Regions from separate parts of the Columba livia genome. Here region 1 is linked to region 2. A link is a contact called in public Hi-C data. All regions are on one chromosome and are shown on one strand. The core of a region is the stretch at or near the end of the contact, and the rest is flanking DNA. Distances in the headings are between cores, read along the strand shown. Region 1 overlaps NSMAF (neutral sphingomyelinase activation associated factor). Region 2 holds the start of UBXN2B (UBX domain protein 2B).

Evidence for each region. A called contact is a pair of places that touch in the nucleus more often than the background predicts.
Region 1: a contact with region 2 is called in a Hi-C map of liver, with 2.5 times the contacts expected there. The contact joins the enhancer-like site here to the promoter of UBXN2B in region 2. A contact is called at or near these places in 2 of 2 Hi-C or Micro-C datasets (crop and liver).

The regions. Positions count from the first base shown.
Region 1 is chr2:123,080,062-123,085,907 of bColLiv1.pat.W.v2, forward strand. It overlaps NSMAF (neutral sphingomyelinase activation associated factor), which reads right to left. Exons shown (of 31, transcript XM_065053609.1): 14 at 5,510-5,589; 15 at 4,027-4,117; 16 at 3,869-3,932; 17 at 3,694-3,745; 18 at 2,576-2,696; 19 at 2,152-2,283; 20 at 254-296. Among named protein-coding and RNA genes, the nearest start is that of NSMAF, 27 kb to the right of the region's middle. Within about 2 kb of position 4,275, at least 2 of the 3 cell types and tissues checked have an H3K27ac peak away from gene starts, as active enhancers do.
Region 2 is chr2:122,985,404-122,990,620 of bColLiv1.pat.W.v2, forward strand. It overlaps UBXN2B (UBX domain protein 2B), which reads left to right and starts at 3,022. Exons shown (of 9, transcript XM_065053607.1): 1 at 3,022-3,197; 2 at 5,203-5,217. The coding sequence starts at 3,072.

The sequences.
Region 1 (5,846 bases), core at 3,025-5,524, 96 kb after region 2:
AAACAAAACCCAACCAACCAACCAACACCACAGCAATTTCACAAAAGTCAGACTGAAGAGATGTTCAGGTAAGAACCTTTCAATGCATGCTAAAAATGACAACCTGATGCTGGTTGTCTGCATGTTCAGGAGTATAAAAATCGAAGACTTACACCATTCACACACAAAGCACTTTTACAGCCCACAGATAATCCAGATACTGAGAAATTCAGCTAAATGCTTTAACAAAAACATCCTGATTCTTGTTAATTACCTGTTTAAATCCACTCCTCCTTCATAAGTTAATGGGTGAAACACTGGAGGAGAAAAAAAAGTTTATTTGTACAATGTAGATATGCAAGGCTCCTTTTCTTTGCCTTGCATATCTACTATAAAAAAAGTTGTATTTTTTACTCAGCTTGGTTATATTTAAGCAACTAAGCTATTTCAGCAGGCTGTAGAATTGAGATCTTGCGTTTTAATCCTGGGTTTCTTACTTGAATATATTTTAGGATTTCTAAAGGACTCAGAAAAAGTTTCAGAAGAAACCAGTCCTTTCATAAAGGAAGGATGACTTATTTAAGCTTCATTAAATACCATCTCCCCCCAATAAAGAAAGAAAGAAAAGCACAGTTTCATAACCGGATCTCTGGTTATTTTCTAGACAGGTAACAAAATGTAGTAAAGAATAATTACAAAGGTCTACCTGGTAATTTGTTCATTTGTTCTGAGGCTAGCAGTTACACAGTGAATTACTTTGGGGCCTCTGCAAAGCAATACTGACCTTATGTTTTGACATAAGCTCATTCATACACAGATCCCTTCTGCCTCTCTTATCTACCGAAGTGTCGGCAATTCATCATGCTAATAAAAATCCATTGCAGCAAAAGTACATTATGTATAAAAAGTGCTCTCATTTGAGAGAGAAAAATATAGGTGCCATAATTTAAATGCCAACTTGCAATATTCAAAGGCCCTGGCACATTGTAACTGACATTTATGGTCACAGTATGATCAGATGCCAAACTCCAAAAATCTAAAATACGGCCAATCATGTTTTAAGGACGTGTGAAGAAGCATATTAAAAAACCCCAATGGCAACAAAAAAACAGAAAAAAAACCACAGAACAAAAAAGCCCAAAAGCACACACAGAACAAGAAAAACCACATCACAAAACAAATTGCATTATCTTACCCTGGAAGTAGAAAGCACTGACAACCAAAACGAAGAGCTGCTTTTTCCTTCCCTCCCCACTGATGTAGGAAGGTCTTATTTTTAAACCTGTTTTTTCTTGTTAAGTGCAAACTGTCTCAATATTGTTACCTGTAATCCTTCAAAAGGATCAGGGCTGTGGGAATAAACACCCTATAAGTCTGATCTGCTAATCTTTCTTTTCCAAGAAGACATTTTCTTATTGAGTAGTAACATACGTGGTTAAATATCAGACTGCTCAATACGTTCATCATTGATAGTACTATTTGGTCTAGATAAATTAAACACATCACCAAAGCAACCACATAATAACATCTCCTTTTGTAAGCATCTACCACGGCTACTTACACCTTCAGAATAAGACTGCAAACAGTGAAACTTTCCATGTGTACAGTAAAAGGCCTATATACTACTGCGGTAGTACCCAAGGACAAATGGAGTCACCTGCACACTTTTTCCTTCATTCTTGCTCCTAAAGAGCTATAACCCATTAGCCCCTTCTTTCCCTAGCAAGTCCTCTCAGGAGCGGGGGGAAAAATAACAATAATAAAAAAATATAACGCATTTAAATTCTCACACTGCAAATACAGCATAGGAGAGTTAAATACATGTTTGTGTGGAGACCCTACAGACTCCCATTTTCAACTGGGAAACACTAATTCCATACTACATTGCCACACCACACTGTGTGAGCAATTAACAGCAGGGCTGTAGAATCTTCTTGCCTACCATCTTAAGTACATCTTCAAAGATGCAGATCACCACGAAGGCCACAGATTTTACTAGATAAGACTATTTCCAGTAACAAAAAACTGCATTTCCTTTAAGGATCAATCATTCAAAGCATAGTTATGAACACTCAAAAGAAATCAGGCATTACAGATATGCTGTTATTTATCATTTCTGCCTAATTAAAGCATCCTTTCCCCCCACCCCGTTTCTGTAAAGTATGTATTTACCATTGTGAGCTGCAACTGCTTCACTTCCTTTCTGCTTGTAGCCAAATATTAAGTCAATCCATTCATGAAGATGTTCTGATACATACTGACTTTCTAAAGCCTCTTGGCTCTTCTGAAGAAAGTCATCAGGACCTGGCAAGAGAAAGGTTAATTAAAGGAGAAGATATCCCATTCAGTATTGTCATCCACCTCTGTTCCTCTTCCTTCTTGAAAAAAACAGCCAAACAAAAAAACCCCAACCCAACACTGCACACCAATCCTCAAATTTGCTATAAAAATTAAATACAACTATTAATTACATCATGTTTTGAAGCAAAAATTCCTTTAAAAGGAAATGGAATGCGAATTTGAGATAAGAACCACCATCCCAGGAATCTATATAATCTTGAATTAATTCATAATGTAAGAAGTTGGCTGTCATTACCTGATGCCCAAGGGGGAAGCTCTACATCTTCAACCGTCTTTCCACCCTGCCTTTTTCCCAAGTCCAACTTCAAACTGTTTACTAGAAAACTAGAATCATTTTCATAAAATTCTGGAATTAACTGGAAGACCAAAAAAAAAAAAAGAAAGTTTTGAGATTAGCTTAGCTTTGATCACTTAAGTAGAATACAATCAGTAAAAACTTAGAAGTTATCAAAGTTCCTAAGTCAAGCCCCCACAGCTGGGTAGTAATTTTTCCAGGCTTTCTTCTCTGTCAGTAAAGCAGCACTGGAAACTTCTCCCCATTATCCTCCTAACTACATTCAGGCTTCTTGACTACCTTAAAGGCAATTCTCTGAGATAAATTCAGAGTGGCCTAAGTATTTTTAACATGTAATATGTGACATACAGATCCATAATAGCTAAGAGTATCTTCAGAATTATCATTGCACAGGTACCTTCTAAGTTTTAAGACATCAGGTAAAAGTCAAGGAAAAAAATCTAGAATAAAACTTGCATGGTGACAAAAGTTTCAGAAGTCAACTATTTAAAGACCACTATAGTTAATGATTAACGATAGATTTTTTTTTTTTTAAGTACCACTATATTAAACTCCTTATAAAAGACACATTATTTACCAGCACTTACTGACAGCTAATCATTCTCAATGTATTCTACAAGTTATAGTTTTTATAAGGCTCAAATAACTAAGAAAATACTTCTATAGTTCAACCAGATGTAATACAACAAATCCTTGCAAGATTCCAGCAGACAATACATAAAATTGCATCTTTTCAGCTTTAATCCACTCTGGTAATTCTCACATTCACAATGACACTTGTGTCAAACTAAAAGCCAGAAAGCAGACACAGACAAGCAATCATGAAATTACAGAGAAGGAACAAGTTACAAATGTTAAAGGAGTCATAAAATGCAGTCAAGAGCCTTAAAACAAAACAAACAAAAAACCCTACACAACTAAAAACCACAAACAACAAAATAAAAAAACCCAAGCAAACACACCTCACCCCAAAACTCTCAAATCAACAGGAGACATCTAAGAACAGAAAACTTAGCACAGACATCAAGAAGGGCTCGCACCATTTTCCAACTATTTACCTCTTTGAAATCTGTTGCACCATCCAAACAGTTTTTCCAGGTTTCTGCAAGACTAGATAACACATATCAATCAACATTTCTTTAAAAAAAAAAATATTCTTTTTAAGGCTTTGCACTCCCTTGATGCACATTTGAAAACAAAACCAAACTAGTTACAGACAAAATGTAAACAAACCTGTTGAACATTCTGTCAGCGTGATCAAACTTTCCATTCTGCAGACACAGCATGTATTCTGGTGCTAAGGAGAAGAAAAAAAACCCATCAGTTTCCTCCAAACCTTGTCCACGGTGGAGGTAGCTGTCTGCTCACAGAGCACGTAAAAGCTGCCTTACCAACTCTAACAAGGTAAAACAAAACATAACCCGGAGATGAATAATGGCTCCCATACATGAACTTGGGCTCTGGCATTTCCCGATAACGTGTCTGCAACATGTAAAGAAGAAAGAGAGGTCTGTTTAAAATCAGCACTCCTGCTTTCCCTCAATATTGAACACATACCTGCTACTTTTTTGTAAAGACACAGATTAGGACTACCGTATTTTTTTCCAATGAGAAAAAAAAACCTCTCAGTTCTAACAACCACTTGGCTTTAATCAGATCAGTAAATCAATAAGGCAAAAAAATTGTTAGGACTTATCATCCAGAATTATCAGGTTTTCTGCTTTTTTTTCCACTCATTTTCACTTGTAACTGCAGTGACTCAACTTAAAAGGAGTGCAAAGACTTTCTTTTCATCTTTCACGTGAAGTTTAATGAGGATGGAAGAACATAGGAAGATTCCCTCCTGTCTGAAGCTCCTAGGTGTGATCTGTAAAACCTATAATCGTCTAAACAAAGTTACTTTTACTGCACTATGTATGAGGTGGCTAACAGTTTGACGAAACAGTCAGATCTTCGAGAGAAAACTTTATTTACTCTTATTGAAACCTAATACTGATCATGTTCTTTCCCACCACAACCTCAGGAAGCTTTATGACTTTGAAATAATCTTTTTTGTCAATATAAAAAAGTTAATCTAGCGATATTTTTTTTCCTAATACTTCATTAAGAACTAATAAAGATTCCGAAACATTAAATACAGCTACATTCTGTAAATGGTTTTGGAGTAATTAACTTATCATAGGAGACAATGACTTAATACAAAGGATTAAAAACTAAGAAACCAAGAGCCTTCTAAGCCTGTAACCACGTGTTTGATTGCTTATGGAAAAAAACCCACAACTGACTACATTGAGAAACGGAAAAAGTCTGTGCACTATTATCTGCATGTGGAAATTTCAAGTCGGTGCTCTGATCTCTGTGGATACAGATCTCCTTCCTTGGAAGCATTCTCCCTCAAATTCAGCATTTTACTTAAACGGAACTACTTAAGAATTCCAGTACTTTGTGTTGTTTAATTCATACATGTATTTTACATGACATATATAAACCCACTGGGCTTGAAGTTTTATATTTCCAAATATGTTTATAGCATCTGAGTTCCTGCCACAGAAACGCAGTTACAATAGTTACATGGACTTGGGGATTTTATTTGAAAAATGACGTAAAACAAATAAAAGCGCATACATATGAAGCGGTACTAAGAAAGAGGATATGGATTCAAATCACTTTAAATTAGTACTGACAAAATCAGCACTGATGAAATCAAGCTGAAAATAAATGTGATATGTGTATAGGCAAGTTTGCTTCTGATAAGGTTTATAGTTAGTTTTAGATAACTACATAGTTCTCACAGCTTGCTTGACAGAGGTCCTTTTATTGCCAATATGTATAAGGCCCAAAGTGTGTAACACATAAAAGCCAAGATATACATACCAATAATCTATCCAGCCTTTCCTTATTCAGGGCACCAATTGGTTTACTAAGGTCACGGAATGTTTCAGGCTTTGTCAGATCTAAAAAAAACCCATAGTTAAATGTGTTGTTTCTACTAGACAAGAATATATTCTAATCAGTATTTTAAAAACCAAACAAAAACCCCCACAAGAAAACAAACAAAAAAATCAACTCAAAGCCCCCCCTAGTAATTTTCTCTGCTCCTTAACTACGAAAGAATGAAAGTCTTACTGTAAACAGCTACTTACTGCCTTCCTTCAAGTAGGCTTAACCTCAAACCTCTTGCTTAAGACCCAGTAGTTACATCTATGTGACA
Region 2 (5,217 bases), core at 1,772-4,271:
CAAATCCTGATTGCAAACTTTAAATAGTTGCATTTTCACCAGTTTGGATTACAAAACTTTTCAAGTGCCAGTCAGCTCAATGGGTCTCACTCGGAGCAGTGATTTATTTGTGTGCAGATACTGTGGACCCACATCTTCAGAAAATATTGAAATGGAAACTGAACTATTGATTCCTATTTGTACTATTAGAAATACTTCTTTCCTGTTATATATAAAACCCCTTGTTTTATATCAAAGAACATGTTTGCAGTCAGCCTGGTTGTCACAAAGTCTTGCCCTATAAACCAAATGGTAAATTCTAATGTCTGATGAGCATTTCAAGATTTCTTTCATTGCCATCTTTCTTTGTCTTAGGTTTATTCTTCAGAAACTGAAAACATCCACTTTTAAAAATTAGTCGCTCTTCATTAGTTACATTTAGGGTCATTCCAGGTCTTACCTATAGCACCCATTTTTTTTATTTCACTGCAGATTAGCACATAAAATTTCAACAGTTCATTGTACTGGATCTGGCTACAATGGAATCAGTTTTCTTCATGGCAGCCCATAAATGCTGTGGTTTGGATTTGTGACTAAACCAGTGTTGATAACACACCAGTGCTTTGGCTGTTGCTGAGGAGCTCTTGCATAGCATCCAGATTTACATTTTCCCACCCTGCCACAGCAGCAAGTAGGCTGGGGGTGAGCCAGAAGCTGGGAGGAAACACAGCTGTGACAGCTGGCCCCAACCGACCAAGGGATATCGTTTATCATACAATGTGATGCTCAGCAGTAAAAGCTCAGGGGAAGGAGAAGGAAAGTGGGATGCTCAGGGTTATGGTGTCTGTTTCCCTATGTAACTGTTATGTGTGATGAAGCTGTGCTTTGCATGAAGCAGCTAAACATTCACCTGACAATTGGAAGTAGTGAATAAAGTCCTTATTTAGCTTTGTTTGCATGAGCAGCTTTGCTCCACCTATTAAACTGCTTTTTATCTTGACCCATGAGTTTTCAAGTTTTCAGATTTTGCTTTTATTTTTCTTCATTCTCTCCCCCATCCCACTGGCAGGGAGTGAGTGAGCAACTGGGTGGGCAGGGTCAACCCATCACATCACAGGCAACTGCGATCTTTAAGTTTTTACATTTAAGATCCTAGCTTTAGTTTCTGACATGCAACATGGTCGAGTTTGGTACCTGACTACAAAATTACAACAAGAGGGCGAGGATTTTTCTCAAAGTTTCAGAGTATTTCAACCATAAGATTAAAGTGACAAACTTAACTTCCACATTTGGAAAATGTTTCAAATCCTTCATGGGTAAGAGTCAAAAAGAAAACAAAATCTCACATTTTTTTAAACCAGCCTGTTATTCTGGCACCCACAAGCCACCACCCAAGTGCTCAGAGCCAGCATTTGTCAGGCTGATATCCCTTTCTCCTCTGAATTTGCTTAAGCACTTTAAGCAAACAACACAGTTTGGTTTCAGCCATCATCAATGGTACTTTGTAGTACTGCAGACAGCCTTGCATGTAAAAGCACACTGAGAATCAAAGAACCACAGAATGTTAGGGATTGGAAGGGACCTTGAAAGATTGTCTAGTCCAATCCCTCTGCTGGAGCAGGAATACCTAGATGAGTTTGAAGAAGTTTCTTCTCAAATTTAAATGGAACCTCCTGTGTTCCAGGTTATACCCACTGCCTCTTGTCTTATCATTGGTTGCCACCGAGAAGAGCCTGGCTCCATCATCCTGACACTCACCCTTCACATATTTATAAACATTAATGAGGTCACCCCTCAGTCTCCTCCAAGCTAAAGAACCCCAGCTCCCTCAGCCTTTCCTCATAAGGGAGATGCTCCACTCCCTTCATCATCTTCGTTGCCCTATGCTGGACTCTCTCCAGCAGTTCCCTGTCCTTCTGGAACTGAGGGGCCCAGAACTAGACACAATATTCCAGGTGTGGTCTCACCAGGGCAGAGTAGAGGGGAAGAAGAACCACTCTGGACCCACTAACCACCCCCATTGTAATACACCGCAGGATGCCATTGGCCTTCCTGGCCACAAGGGCACAGTGCCGGCTCATGGTCATCCTGCTGTCCACCAGGTCCCTTTCCCCTACGCTGCTCTCTAATAGGTCATTCCCCAACTTACACTGAAACCTGGGGTTGTTCCTGCCCAGATGCAAGACTCTACACTTGCCCTTGTTATATTTCATTAAATTTTTCCCCACCCAGCTCTTCAGCCTGTCCAGGTCTCACTGGATGGCAGCACAGCCTTCTGGCGTGTTAGTCCTATGGGGAGTGTGTCCGTCTGTGTGTGTGTCTGTCTGTGTGCCCTCAGTCCCCCTTGCCCAGGAGGGATATTGTGTGTCCGTGTCACGTGGGCCCAGCCGTATTCCTCCCATCGGGCATGGACAGGAGGGTGGGTTTGCCTGCAGCCTGCTCTCAGCAGCCGGCCATGGAGGAAGGCTCCTGCCTGCTGACAGGCCTTGGTGGAGACCACCAGCCCTCACATGGTGGTGTCAGCCCAACGGCCAGAATGTGCTTGTGGCACACAGAGAGATTCTAAGGAGCAACCTCATTAATGTTTATAAATATGTAAAGGGTGAGTGTCACAAGGATTGAGCCAGGCTCTTCTCAGTGACAACCAATGATAGGACAAGGGGCAATGGGTACAAACTGGAACACAGGAGGTTCCACTTCTTCACAGTGAGGGTGCCAGAGCACTGGAACAGGCTGCCCAGGGAGGTTGTGGAGTCTCCTACTCTGGAGACATTCAAAACCCGCCTGGATGCTTTCGTGTGTAGCCTCATCTAGGTGTTCCTGCTCCAGCAGGGGGATTGGACTAGATGATCTCTCGAGGTCCCTTCCAATCCCAAACATTCTGTGACTCTGTGATTCTAAGACCTGACTCAGCCCGGCGGTAACAGGTCCCACCGTCCCCATGGAAACGGCCCTGTGGGCGTGGCTAGGCCGGCCAGGCCCCGCCCCATCCCGTTGCTATGGCAGCCGCGCTGGCGGCGGAAGTGCCTTGGCGGCGCTGGCCCCGCCCCGTCCCCCCCCCACTCCGCCGCCGCCGCCACCGCCCTCGGAAGATGGCGGACGGCGGCGCATCTCCCGCGCAGCAGGAAGGGGACGTGTCCGCGGGGGCCGGTGGCGGCCGGAGGGATCGGCAGCCCCGGAGCGGCAGCGGCCGCCCGCCCAGTGCCCGGGACTTGCAGGTGAGGGGGTGGAGATGGGCGTCCCGCTCCCTCGGCGGGGCGGGGCGGAGCTGCCAGCCGGGGCTGCCCCGCCGCAGCCAGGCAGCGCTGGGCCCGCGGGCAGAGGCTGTTGCCGTCTTTTCTTTCGTTTTTTCCCCTCTCTTGAGGCTGGGAAGGGAGGGACGCCTCTGAACAGCAGTGGGCACGTTGGGAAGCGGTGGTCGGTCAGCCTGTGTGGTGCTCAGCTCGGCAGGGACCTGGGCGGGCTTTCCCGGCGCTTCAGTAGCTGGGTTTTAACTGTACTTGAAGTTATTTTGGCGCCATTGTGTTTCCTGATTGATTATTTGGGAGGAGCGTCCTTCCCCCTCCCATGACAAAATCTCCGCAAACGTGGTGTAAGACTAAGGACAAGATCTTTTCCCAGGTTTATCTGGGGAAAGTTCCGAGAGAGTGTGAGCACAAATGTAACTCAGGATTGGTACCTAAGGATGTAATTGCAGACTCTCTTAACAGTATTCCTTTTTTTGCATGTGACTTTGAAACCGTATGAAGATTCAAAATATTTTAGCAACAAATTGGTTGGAAAACAGGTGAAACTTTACATTAACTGAAACTGCCCATATTTTGTTTAATTTAAAAAATTAACAGAGAAAGGTGGATATTGTTTTCTTTTTTTCTTGGTTACTATTTGCAATTTTCATAGGTTCTTCCTGAGATTAACTTTGCTACAAAATGTAACACTAATAAAGTCTGTGTTAATACTTTTTGGTTCATAATGCCTTTAGTTAGACAACTGAACCAGACAGGTGTTTGAGATAGAAGATTATTGATAGAATGTTAAAATACAAAGAAATGCCCTCCTGAGTCAGAGTAGCTACCTATCCATCCATCCAGCTGAGGCCTTGATTTGTCATGACACCATAAGAGATGTGGCATGAAGAAAGAACAGAAGCCTGATTGTGCCCTTTTACACTCTCTCAGCATTGCTCGGTTTTGGGATTAGGGACGGCACAGGGTACGTCTTTGCCTATTCCTTTTAGTGTCTGCTTCTGGACTTGTGTCTATGACTTACCCCATAAGAAATACATATCTAAAGGATAATTACTTGTATCCTCAGGTAATATGGAGGTCTTCAGTGGTTTTCTTGATCTGTGTTGTTGCTCAGTTTAATTTTCGTAATGGGAATAATACCTCAGCTCATATTTTCCTGCTGCTGAAAATGCCTCACAATAATATGGGATTAATATCCTGTGTTCATAGCAGTGTGTGTTGAAGGACAGATGTTTCATTTAATTTTAATGTGTATTCCTTGAACACAAAACTGCAGTGAAATTGTAGCCTACTACCTGTTCTGGTGTGTATGATAAAATGTTAATGTGACTTGCATAGTGTGAACAAAATGGTTTGAGGATAAAATTAAGGATGATTTGGCAAATGAAAAGTATTATTCAAGACAAAAGTAAGATTGCTAAAAATGACACGTTAGAGATGTCTCACACAACTTCCTAAAAATGAACTTACCACTGATATGGCAGCATTTAGGGAACCTTTGGGCATTATTATTTTTTTTTTTTAAGTATTTACAATGATGTCTTGCATTCAAACCAGCAAGGCAGACTTAGTTCTTAATTCCAGTAGAAGCTTATTTGGATTACATTTATTGTGCTTCCAAGTCTTATCAGAGAGTTACCTAGCAAATTTATTTCAATTTTTTATCATTGTTGAGGTGATGCTTGATATATACATGTGTATATAGTCTTGTGATTCTGAATCTAATACAGGCTGAATGTAACTAGTGAACCAAACAACAGCAGAGTACAAATTCCAAGTCACAATAACATTAAGCATCGTGTGTTTTTTTTCATAAAGCTTCCTGTCTGGAAGTTGAGTTTAGAGAAGTAGTTGGGGTTTCTCCTGTTTCTAATTTTCTGGGGATGCATGCATTTTGCATTAGTTTTTGTCTTATTTCTGTTCCATATGTAGTTCTAGAGTTACAGACTTCTAAAAAGAGTTCTGTTTCCTACAGTTGGCCTTGGCAGAG